Regions from separate parts of the Mus musculus genome. Here region 1 is linked to region 2. A link is a contact called in public Hi-C data. All regions are on one chromosome and are shown on one strand. Each heading gives the region's core, a stretch centred on a gene start, on an enhancer-like site or on the middle of the called end of the contact. The rest is flanking DNA. Distances are from core to core; before and after follow the strand shown. Region 1 holds the start of Six3 (sine oculis-related homeobox 3). Region 2 has its middle 40 kb from the start of Six3os1.

Evidence for each region. Hi-C and Micro-C count contacts between places; a contact is called where the count stands out from the background.
Region 1: a Hi-C map of the N1E-115 cell line shows a contact between it and region 2, with 4 times the contacts expected there. The contact joins the promoter of Six3 here to the enhancer-like site in region 2. A contact is called at or near these places in 5 of 39 promoter capture datasets (the 3T3-L1 cell line, 3T3-L1-derived adipocytes, the HPC-7 cell line and 2 more), 1 of 484 Hi-C or Micro-C datasets (the N1E-115 cell line) and 1 of 115 datasets of contacts at active chromatin or transcription factors (embryonic stem cells).

The regions. Positions count from the first base shown.
Region 1 is chr17:85,618,580-85,624,847 of GRCm38.p6, forward strand. It overlaps Six3 (sine oculis-related homeobox 3), which reads left to right and starts at 2,255. Exons shown (of 2, transcript NM_011381.4): 1 at 2,255-3,469; 2 at 5,148-6,268. The coding sequence starts at 2,661. The coding sequence ends at 5,340.
Region 2 is chr17:85,575,473-85,581,766 of GRCm38.p6, forward strand. No RefSeq gene overlaps it. Among named protein-coding and RNA genes, the nearest start is that of Six3os1, 40 kb to the right of the region's middle. Within about 2 kb of position 3,574, at least 9 of the 459 cell types and tissues checked have an H3K27ac peak or open chromatin away from gene starts, as enhancers often do. A contact at or near this core is called in the N1E-115 cell line, where this site is marked.

The DNA.
Region 1 (6,268 bases), core at 1,005-3,504, 42 kb after region 2:
AAAGTTGAACACAATATTCGGAAACCCACCCGTAGGAATTCTCCCCCTCCACACGCGGCACAATACCCACTCCCCTCCCCCTTTTCATTCCTTCCTCCCCCTGCTTCCTCCTCCTGCCCCTTCTCCCTCCCACCTTTCAGTCTATAATCCTTCCCCCTACAAGAGAAAGGGGTCCGGAAGAAAAGATGAAGTGTCTGTTTTTGTGTCCCAACCTTTGGGCTCTTTCTGGGCCCGCAAAGAGCGACCGCCCAGAGCCTTGCAGTTGAGCGGAAAAGCACTCCTGGTGCAGATGAAGATGTTTGGAGAGAGAGAGAGACCGCCAAAAGTGGGGCTCGACGGATCTACCTTTTAGGGTGAACATTATTCTGCCCTGGTCAGCGAGTTTAGGCCCCTGAGCTGCCCCCTGCTAAAGAGCCAGTATAGTCCCCTAGCCTAACCCAAACATTCGGTGTCACCCTCAAACCGAGTTTGCACTCCTCGGCCCTTTAAAACCTGGCACTGTCGGATCAAGGCCTAAGAAAGATCCGAGCTTGAGATTTAGGGCCTGCGACCATTTTGGCTCCAGCCTCCAGTTGGGTTCACGTTTAAATTCTCCCACAACTTCTTTTTTTCCACTTCTCCCTCATTGAGCTCTCCTGAGTGGTGTGTACCCGGCGCCGCGCCCCCAGATCTGCATCGGAATGTAGAAAAGATCTTTTTAAAAAAAGTTTTGAATTCCTCAATGATTTTTCTTCTGGAAAGGCAGCTTAGGATAATTATTTCAGCTTTATTGAGGGCAGATTAGTTGAAGTCTGGGCGCTGCGTTTCAATACGCGTTGTACATGGGCCGACAATGTGGGCATTGTTAGCTACTGTGTGTGAATCCATTCAACATATACACTTTTTAACACCAGTCCGAATCCTGTCTAAATATACACAGTGCGTAGGGAAAGATGTCTCTGACCCGGACAAATCTGCGTAAATCACACTTCCATAGTTACAGAAGCCTCACAAAGGGAGGCCGGCCTCAAGATGCAGATTACAACTTCTCACAAGCAACATACCTAAGAATAAATAAATGCCCGGGCCTGGCCCAGAGGCTGTGGTAGCCGCAGGCAGGAAAGACACTCTGAGTTCTTTGGACAAGGGGAGTCTGTTTCAGGGTTATGATATTGCTTTATGTATGGAGAATTTTGGCTTTAATTATGTATTGTAGTTATTTACATTATGAGCTTTCAGGCCTTGGGCGCTTACTCAGGGTGGCCTCTAAAGTTTCTGTATCTTTTGGGGGATGTTGGGCATGACAGGGGTTGTACCCATGGTAGGAAAAGTGGGCATCCTCCCCTAGGTCCAGAGTCCCTAGGTTTCTGGCCTCCTGTTGCTAGTCTACCACTGTGGGAGACAGCTGAAGTCTGGGGGGTGGGGGAACAAAGAGTGGAGTTGATTTTGAAGACAGAGAAAGTGTAATGTCTCCACTGTTATAAAATGCATAGTGATGGAAAACTTCACCAATGCTTGGCTGGGAGCAGAACTGTGCAATGGTGTGGAAAGAGTTGGGAAATGTAGTCCAAGGGCACTGACTGGCCAGGAAAGCCTCATAGCCTCCTGCTTGTTAATCTTAGCCCTGGCTTCAACTCCCTATGTACCATATTCTGTCTCCCAGATCTAGGCTCCCCCAGCAGCTTGCTACGGTGACTATGCAGTGAGCCTCGTCATCTCTCCTCTTTCTTCCTGACCAGTGGTCACATAGACAGAAGGAGGTGGCTGAGATACCATGTGCAAACCTTGCCAGGTCACCTGATCCCCAGCCTCATCTAAGGCTGCCTGGTGCTCCTGAGGCTGGAGTCTCTTCCTAACCCCAAACACTCCGTGTAACGAATAGCTCGCTGCATTCAACTACTCTACTCCTATTCCTTTTCGAATTTTTGATCAAAACTTCTTTGAGCAAGAGGAGGAGGAAGAGGAGAGAGAAAGAGAGAGAGAGAGAGAGAGAGAGAGAGAGAGAGAGAGAGAGAGAGGATATTAAGAGTTGCAAAGATTTTTTTTAATTCTGTTTCGCCCTCTTCTCCCTCACCCCCCCCCCCTCCGGCTAAGTGGTAAAACCGTCCTTACGTTCTCAGTATTGATTGGCAGGGCTGACAGTGATTGGCAGTGGTTGCCGTGGCAACGCCACAACGACACGCCACAGACCAATAGAAAAGCGAAACAAAATGTTTCAATGCTGCACTCACTGTGGATTTAGGGGAGATATTATGAGGCTGTTGTCATTAGGGCGATTGCTGTGGAATCGCTGAATCTTGACTCGGCCGTGGTTGGCTCTCGCTCTCCTCTCTCCCTCTCCCTCTCTCTGCCTCGGGCTCGCGCTCTCTCTCTCTCTCTCTCTCTCTCTCTCTCTCTCTCTCTCTCTCTCTCTCTCTCTCTCTGCGCGCGCGCACCGGGCCGCTCTCCTTCCTCCCTCTCTATGTGGCTGCGCGGGTGTGTGTGTATGTGGATGTGTGTGGGGTGTGGGTGTCCCTTACGTCCTTCCTCCTCCCCCTCCTTCTCCTTCTGCTCCCCCCTCCTTTCCATCTCCTCCTCCCCCCTCTCCTCTCCCTCCTCCTGGTCCTCATCGCCCCTCTCCTCCTCTTCCTCCCCTCTCTCTTCCTCTCCCTGAATTTTTTCCTCTCCTCTCAGGTCAGTCCATGGTATTCCGCTCCCCCCTAGATCTCTATTCCTCCCACTTCTTGTTGCCAAACTTCGCCGATTCTCACCACTGCTCCCTACTTCTGGCGAGTAGCGGCGGCGGGAGCGGTGCGAGCGGCGGCGGCGGCGGCGCGGGAGGAGGCGGCGGCGGGAACCGTGCGGGAGGCGGCGGTGCTGGCGGAGCAGGCGGCGGCAGCGGCGGCGGCGGCTCCAGGGCCCCCCCGGAAGAGTTGTCCATGTTCCAGTTGCCCACCCTCAACTTCTCGCCGGAGCAGGTGGCCAGCGTCTGCGAGACGCTGGAGGAGACGGGCGACATCGAGCGGCTGGGCCGCTTCCTCTGGTCGCTGCCCGTGGCCCCCGGGGCGTGCGAGGCCATCAACAAACACGAGTCGATCCTGCGCGCGCGCGCTGTCGTCGCCTTCCACACCGGCAACTTCCGCGACCTGTACCACATCCTGGAGAACCACAAGTTCACTAAGGAGTCTCACGGCAAGCTGCAAGCCATGTGGCTCGAGGCGCACTACCAGGAGGCCGAGAAGCTGCGCGGCCGCCCGCTCGGCCCGGTGGACAAGTACCGCGTGCGCAAGAAGTTCCCTCTGCCGCGCACCATCTGGGATGGCGAGCAGAAGACCCATTGCTTCAAGGAGCGGACTCGGAGCCTGCTGCGGGAGTGGTACCTGCAGGATCCCTACCCCAACCCCAGCAAGAAACGCGAACTGGCGCAGGCCACCGGCCTCACCCCCACACAAGTAGGCAACTGGTTTAAGAACCGGCGACAGCGCGACCGCGCAGCGGCGGCCAAGAACAGGTCAGTGGCGGGGACCGCGGCCAGGCCACCACAGGCTCCGGGCTAGAAAAATGGAAACGGGTGGAAACTCAGGCTGTCGGGGAATGGTAGAGGCGGCTGATCCAGTTCTGGAGATACCGGTGCTCTCTGGACAGTTAGAGAAAAGTTTCTGGTTGCCCTGGAACAGGGAACAACTGGCTGTGGGTTTATATACTGCTTTGCTCAAGAAGGGCTTTTTTTATCAGAGCCAGCGCTGTGTGAGCATGCCCCTGGTGTCCTCAACCCTCCGTGCCTGTCCCTAGGGGCCTTAAACCCCTCGCGGGTCTCTTCAGCCCTGGCACCAGCTAGAAGACTGGAAGGAAAGGAAAATACTACTTGCTATCTGATTATTTCTGTGCACCGCAAAAGGGGGGGGGCTTGGTTTAGAGGCGTCCATAGGAGTCAAAGAGGGGAAAGGAGGCCAGGGTTCCTGCCACAAAGAGAAGGCCGGTGGCCTCCATCCCTTGAGCTGGCACTGGACAGGAGAGGCAGGCCTGGAGTGAAGAGGCCTGGAGTGTTAGTGTGTTCATGGGTTTGAGGGGGTGGTGGTAGGAGTGAGAGCTTCAAGTCTCCCTATCGCCTCAGTTCAGGAGCATCCACTTGTTTTGGTCCACTTATTCGGGAAGCAAAATCGCAGGTGCAGTCATGGCAGGCAAGTTGGTTACAGACTCACAAAGTTGTTTGGTTCTGGTGGATCTTTAAAGCTCAATTGTGAGAAAGTAAAAAGAAAAAGGAGAGGACGGAGAGACGATTAGTCCAAAGGGAAAGGAGAGGAAAGAAGGGGGGTTGAGCAGAAGCTCTGGTACAGGCCTGGGAGCAGGGGCAACGGCTGCTGACAGTTGCTGGTGGCTGGAGACTTAGAGTGTGTGCCGGTTTAGGTGGCCCAGGCCTGAATCCACGTCCCTCTCATCTCTGCCTGTGGAGGCCACATTTCGTCAGATGGGGGGAGCGCCCATGACCAGTGAAAGGCTTCCAAGAAGGGAGACACTAGGTTCAGACAACTGCTTCGTCACCCAGAAAAGAGACACAGCCTGTCCTTCCCTCCTGTCTTCTCTTTCTACCCTTTTCTCCCCCCCCCCCCCCCATCTTTTAGCTTCCAACTTCCCTCTTTTCTCTTCCCCGTGTCCTGCGCCCTCTGCGTAGAGATCCAGAAAGGAAAGCGATGGGTGCTCTGAGGAGAACCCCTACAGTTCTGGGGTGTGTGCTTGGGAAGGCCGTGGCCTGAGCTTCTGTGGAATATCTGGTTCTCCGGGTTCAGTTATTTGAGCCTCGGAGGCTGCAGAAGAAAGCGAAGCTCTTCCCCACTGTCTGCTGGTCCCGGCTCAGGGTCCTTTGCTGCCTGCCCAGGTCTCTGCAGGAGGCTGGTTTGGGAGTCTGCCCTTCATCTGAGGCCTTCCTTCCATCTGGAACGCTTCCCTGGGCTGGGAAACCGGGAGCTCGGACTTGAGTTAGGAAGTCTCTGCGGTACTCAGGGGGCAGCTGGGAGCCTGTAAGAACACAGAGCCCCGTTGAAGGCTGTGGCTAGGGGCACGCCACGCGGGAGGCCGCTGTTGTAGGGGAGTGCGGGTCCAGTCGGGCCAGGCTCCCCGCGGTATGAGCGAGGGGAGCAGGGTGGCGGGCCACCGAGTCAGGGCGGGCATGGCTCTCTTGTTCCCCGCAGGCTCCAGCATCAGGCCATCGGGCCGAGCGGGATGCGCTCGCTGGCCGAGCCCGGCTGCCCCACGCACGGCTCAGCAGAGTCACCGTCCACGGCGGCCAGCCCGACCACCAGTGTGTCCAGCCTGACGGAGCGCGCGGACACCGGCACTTCGATCCTCTCGGTAACCTCCAGCGACTCGGAATGTGATGTATGATAGCCAAGGCCGCCCTACTCCTCCCCCTCCTCCCCTTCCACCTTCCCCTCCTCTTCGTAACCCTGCTCCTCTTCCTCTTCTTCTACTCCATCCCTAGAACAAACCGAAATCAGGATACACAGACAGATACACACACAAGTCCATACACACTCCCACCCCAGCCAAAAATATATTTAAAAAAAAACAAGAAAAATAAATTAACCTCAAACCATCAACAACCCCACCACCACCTACTACCACGGCCACCCCAAAGGACCGCGACGCCAACAGACAGTCACAAACGCTGATGTTGCGGGCAGAAAGCATAAAAGAGGTGACAATTGTATACTTTCTAGGACAAGCACGGCTTCTCCTTTTGGTTCCCACGGACCCGGCACCCCACCTGCATGACGATTTATTTGTATCTGGGAAAATATTCTCTCTAGTTTAAAATGATTTAAAGAGACTATACAAAAAAACAAAAACAAAAACAAAAAAAAAACACCACCACCGCCGCTGCGACAAGACGACAAAAAGCAGACAAAAAGAAAAAAATCTGACCTCTCCGTTTTGAATTTGTTGTTTAAAAAAAAAAAAGGAAAGAAAGATAGGAAAAAACTCCTCGAGAGAAATAGCAAATGTTTCTACCTTCTGTTGCTCTTTTCTCCTTTGGCCCTCTCTCTCTCTCTCTCTCTCTCTCTCTCTCTCTCTCTCTCTCTCTCTCTCTCTCTGTTTTTAAGTCCAAGTATTGGTCAAACAAAATGCAATCCTCTGTTTTTGTTCAGCCGACAATCATTTTCTTCGTAAGCACCTTTTTCTCTCCACTCTGTCACTGCCTGTGTGGGTACTGGTTATAAATGTGGAAAAAGAATAGTTATGACTGTAACAGATTTTTATTTTTATTTCAAAATTTTATATGAATTATGTATATCTTAATGATCGGTCATTT
Region 2 (6,294 bases), core at 2,324-4,823:
GTCCCCTTCCCCAGGGTGACTTCTGTCACTCAGGACTCATGTTCCCATCAGGAGCACACCTTGGATGTTCTGTGGCGTCTGCCTCAGTGCCTCAGCAAGGCTCCCAGAGTTCTTGCGGTTGGTTCCTTTTTGATCCGGAGCCACTGTGGCAGATCTCTTTCCCTGCTCAGCTCCGGGTGGACACTGAAGTCAGTTTGGCTTTGGAAGCTTTCTGAATAAAGTCACATGCCTCTCCTTGGTCATGTCTCACACACACACACACACACACACACACACACACACTCTCTCTCACACACACACACACACACACTCACACACACACACACACTCTCTCACACACACACACACACACACTCACACACACACACTCACACACACACACACACACACACTCACACACACACACTCACACTCACACACACACACTCAATCTGAATTTTACCAGGTTGAAATATATCTTTGGGGAATAATCAAAAGGCCTAGGCCTGGAATTAATGCGGTAATCAACAGAATAAATAGACTTCCCTTCCTCTAGGGAGATGTGAAACAGAAAAAACAAAACAACAACAACAACAACAAAAACCAAACACACAAATCCTAGGACATGCTCACTTCGATGCCTCCTCCTTCCCCAATCAGAATGTGTTCTCCTGGCATACTGTTCTGTTCCTGTCCTTTGAATGATATTATGTGTTACTCATTGAGAAGTTTGTGCTCTTTGTAAAGTATAATGTTCTGTCTAAATGCAGGGTGATGGCGGCAGCGTCCTTATCATGATTATTTCTGCAGGGGAAAAGGAGGAGGGGTGGGAGGAGCTGAAGTTCCTTCTCCAGCCCCATCCCTCCTGCGGTGTCTGCTAACTGATCTGTGGGGCGCCTCGGTTAGGTGTCGATAGTCAAGTCTCGGACCAGAGTATTGTCTGAAGACATCAGGAATAACGCAGGCAGAATGATTCAAAAAGAAATCAATCGTCCTAAAAATAGCAAAGAGAAGCTCCCAGAATATCGCCGCCTTCGTGAGGGAAAGAGGGCTGGCTGGTGAGCAGCTAGGGGGAAGTTGGGTGTTTTAAAATGTCTATGTAAGAAAGGTGTGTGATCAGCTTAGAGGAGGGACACGCAAGCTGGATGGGCTTCCACATTCTGGCCTTTCAGCAACCCTGGGCAAGGCTCACACTCTGCTAGCACCAACTGCTAGAATCTTGCAGGGAAGACAGAAAAAAACATGGGAAGGATGCGTATCTGATATAATAAGATTCATCCAGGAACCAGGCATGATAGCACCCACTTGGAATCCTAGCACGGCGGACAATCAGATGTCTGTGAGTTCAAATCCAGCGTGATCTACATAAGGAGTTCCAGGTCAGCCAGGGATATGTAGTGAGATTCTGCCTCAAAAAGAGGCAAAGGAGGAAAAAAGGAAGACCATCCAGCAGCTGGGCATGGCAGTGCACTCGTAGCATGGTAGTGCATGCCTAGCATCCCAGTACTTGGAGAGCATGGTCCCGAGACACAGACCAGTCTGGGCTGCAGAGTGAGACCATGTTTCCTATAAATAAGGAAATGTATACATACCTACCAATCAAACCAGCTGACAACTAAGACATGCTAGTTTGCGGCTCTCTCTGAGTATAGCTCTTCAGAACTCTGTCCCAGCTGACTGCCACTCATAGAGTGGCTGCTCCCTGCAGGGCGGCTATAGCTGTCCCAAAGGCAGAGTGTGCTGTAGAGGTTCTCAGTTGCTGCCTGTACCAGGGCCACACTAGCAGACTCCCTACCCATTCCCTGCAGAATCTGAGGTTATTTTTTACTCAGGTGACACAGTTATACTGGCTATAATCACATAGGATTTTCCCTACTCTTACTCTTAGAGATGTCAATGTTGCCTGCTTTGCTAAAGTAGCCGGCCAGAACTGGCGTGGGTAACCCAATGAGCAAGCAGGATTTAAACTTTTTTTTTTTTTTTTTTTTTTTGGTTAGTTGGTTTGCTTTTTTGAGACAGGGTTTCTCTGTGTAACAGCTCTGGCTGGCTTTGAAGTCACAGAGACCCACTTACCTCGGCCTCCCAAGTGCTGAGATTAAAGGTGTAGACCCCACTGCCTGGCTATGATTTAGATTATTTTTATTGGTAAGAAGCAGGATATGTGGCTACCTAGTGGGTGAGGTTGTATGTGTGTGTGTGTGTGTGTGTGTGTGTGTGTATGCTTGTGTGCATGCATGCACTCTCAAGTTGTATGTCCACACTGGGACATACATGCTTGTTTGCATGCAGGTAGGAAAACCTCTGGTCATTGCTCAGGTGCCTTCCACTGTTCTGGCCATGCTTCGAGTTCCAGGTTGTGTAAGAAACTAAAAAATACAAGATGAAGAACAATTGGTGAAGATCTCTACACACACACACACTCAGACACACATAGACACATACACACATACAGACACACACAGACACACAAACACATGCACTTGCACAAGTATACACACACCTCCACATACACAGCATGCACACACACATGCACATGCACACAAGAATACATGTACACACATGCATACATAATGGGCACACATGCACATACATGCACATGCATAGAAGTCCACACATGCACACATTTGCAAACACACACACACATGTGCTCAAGCACACACACACACACACACACACACACACACACACACACAGCATGCAGCACTGTAGAAGCAACACAACTTCTCACAAGGACACAGAATCAGGTGAGTTAAAGAAGTTATTTGCCCAGCAGCCTACTTTCCCATTTTGCTCTGTGTGGAAGAAGATGGCAGATCTGTTCTAGGGCCAGCCATTGCATCAGGGAGGTACAGGTGGGCAGGTGGGTAGCCTGCTACTGCCTCTGCCAAGAGACATGGCAGCGTTGGTCCTAGAAAGTCCCTGGGGTTTGCCAGGGACTCTGGAGCTGGAGCAACAGAACATCCAGCATGGATAACGAGGTGACAGCAAGGAAGGAGGAGTCCTTGTCAACAGTTCCCCATGTGACTCCTCATCCTCAGACAGGGATAGCCACAAGCGTGGCCTTGCTGTTGCCAGCAGGAGTCACACTGTCCAACACCTGCATTTTGCAAGCAGCATGGGTGACAATTCACAGGGCTGGCCCCTGTACCAGCAGGGACAAGCAAATTCAGAAGGATGTACCTGCAGAGCACGTCACCAGGTTAAAAGCACACAAAACTTCCACGCCACCACCCTTGCTAATGTTTTCAGACCAGGCATCTGACTCAGGGGTGGCTCCCGAAGGGATTTGATAGGAAGATGTGACACCACGTTTTAAATTCCTTCTCGGCATCTCTGAAGTTGACGGAGTGTCGGGAAGGGAGGCTGATGAAGTCCGCTGTCCCCTCCGAGCGGACTAATCAGACGTGAAGTCTTGGCGAGAGATAACCAGGGTATAGGAGAGTCAAAATGACATCACATCAATTCCGTTTCAGATCCTGTCCACAATGGTGCCTATCACTGCTCCAGGTGGCTAGCACCCCTCGACACACAAGAGGTATTTTCAAACCAGGATGTCTGCCCCCCCTTGACCCTGGGGCTGTCACTCTGGGGTGTGCTGAGTGCATTGTCATTGTGTGTAAGCCACACATGTTAAGGGGAGATCCCTCCAAAGGTGAAGCCGCTTTGTATTGCTCTCCTCCCAGGATTTTTAACAGCAAGTTCTTACCATGAGCAGCAAAGACAGGGTCAGAGCTGTCCCACAGACACAGGACAGTGGTGGCTCTCCTCAGAAGCAAGTGGCTGGCATGCGACCCTTACCCACTGGTTTGCAGAGATAATTGAGTTTGTATAGTTAAAGGACAGGTGAAAGAAACAAATGACGACTCGAGCAGGTTTGGGGGGCTATTATGAATGCCTATCGGTTTCATGATGGCTCCATCTTCAGCTGACATGAGTTCTTTCCTCTTGGAATTAAAATAACCAAGCAACTTGAAATGGATGAGTAATGAATTTTTCATGTTCTGCGGCCTGCCTTGCCTCCTGGCTCGGGACACGGCTACAGCCACACTCTGAGCTCGCCTCAATCGCTAGTCAACATGACATGCAAGAGTCATCTGTGGGACACAGATAACTCAGGGCAGCCGGGCCACGTAAATGAGATGCATGGTGTCTGGATGGCGCTGAAGATAAAAGTTCTCTAAACTTCTTGTTGAATTTATAGCAACGGATTTCCCTCCTGTGCTTAAGATTTCAAAATAGTAATCATATGCTGAAGAGGACATGTCCCCACTCCAGGTACTAATATCAATATGTAAGAGAAAACCATTAACTAGACCTCTCAGCAGCTCCTATTATATGTCAACAAGCTAACTGAGGTGATAAAACAAACTGTTAGTGGAAATTTAATTACTAGCCATTGAGATTTGGGCAAGAGCTGGGAATTCTAGACTCATTACTCTGGCACCAGAGGCGGCTGGAAGCAGTCATCCGCCTGGAACGAACATTTTTAATAGGTGTTTTCCTTCTCTGGGAACCATCGGCGCACTAAAGGCCACTCGGAAACTTTTCAAAATGGGTCCTTCCACGATTGCAGGGGTAACACACAATGCGGGCTAGAAAGACAAGAAAAGCCATGAGACCACCCAACGAAAGCATCTCCAGGTAGACACCTAGGGATGGTTGTTTGCCCTTTGAGGTCATTTCAGGACATGATTTCTGTGTGTTTAATTGTGTCAGGCTCCTGGCTGATGGCCACTTCTCCAGCTGTCGTGATCTCTCATTTATACTATGATACAAAACAGAGCACTGCCCTCTGTAAAACTGGCAGAGCTTGCTCCCTTACTCCAGATCTCTGGTCTAGGCCAGTCTTGATGCCCAACCTTAGGTACCCTGAGAGCCCTCTCAGCAGGCACTGTAGGCTCCCTCTCTCCCCCTCAAACGCCAGTCATTCCTCCTTGGCATGTGTGCAGGCATAGCATCCAATGAATGACCGGGTATAGGATGGATGCCAGCAGCACTCAACTCTCACCAGGAAGCTGCCATCCTCCAAGGTCTAGATAAAAGTGGTATCAAACCATACCAGTTCTACCCAGCTCAAAGCGCTCTGCGGAGTATCTGACGAGTATTATTGGGCTCACCAGCCCCAGGCCGTGTCAGCCTCAGGGGATTGGTGACATGTTGTATCTGTTTTCAGCATTGGCATGAAATTTAGCCACCCTCTCAGTTTTTCAAAGAAAAGTTATTCCTATGCAGTAGTGTGTGTGTGTGTGTGTGTGTGTGTGTGTGTGTGTGTGTGTGTGTGTGTGTGCATGTGTGGTATGTAATGGATATGTGTTCGCTGTGTTGTGTGCAAGTCAAAGAACAAACTCAGATATTGAATCTTGTTTTTCGCCTCATTTGAGACAGGGTCTTTTCTTATGGTTGTTTGCCGTTATGGAAGCCAGGCGAGCATGAACACTTGGGCTCATCTGGCCCCTCCCTCCCATCTCACTGCAAATCCCTGAGATTACATTCATGTGCTACAATGCCAGCTTTTATGTGGGTCCTTGAGATTCAAACTTGGGCCCTCGAGCTCCTTCAGGAAGAGCTTGCTTTACCCGCTGAACCATGTCCCCAGCTCTCATGTGCAGTCATTTTAAATGGGTAGACAGTCATGAAATCTGAGGGCTGTGAAGTGAAATATGTCCACCGAGGGGACGCCTGGGTCAGCCAGCCCTGCCCTGCTCGGTTCTCTCCTCCCTGGTCCAGAGTGTAGGGTGCTCCCAGCTCCTCTCCTCCAACTGTGCTGAAGCCCTGCACAGACTCTCTGAGGGAGAAAACACTGGCAGATCTTCCCTGTTTGGCCAAGAGAGAGGGTTTTCCAGGGCATGTCCAGCTCCTTTGTTAAACTGAGGTGGTGAAATGGGCTGTGAGTCACCTAAGGGGGACTCTTCTCCACTATAGAGGAGCTAGTGTCGCCTCCTTAGCAGGGGCTTGCTTCCCCTTACACATCTAGAAGGTTCCTTCTGGATCATTGTTCTCAAGGCAGGCTGCCCCGGAGATGCTACTGCAGCCATTTTAGGCATCTCCATGGCCAGGTAACTGACTTGGAAGCTATAGGGTAGGACTTGGGCAATGGAGCTCATAAGCTTCCCACTTTAACACAGGCGGCAGGCAGAGAGCTAGATGACCATTGCAGAAGAGCAAGGGTTACAAGAAGTCCACAAGCAGCCATTCAGCAGCCGGGCTGTCTTTGAACCTCCAACTGAACCTACATTTTAGTGATATGAATAATGTCAAAGACTATGCATGTGCCAGTGCACTTGTGTGTGTGTGTGTGTGTGTGTGTGTGTGTGT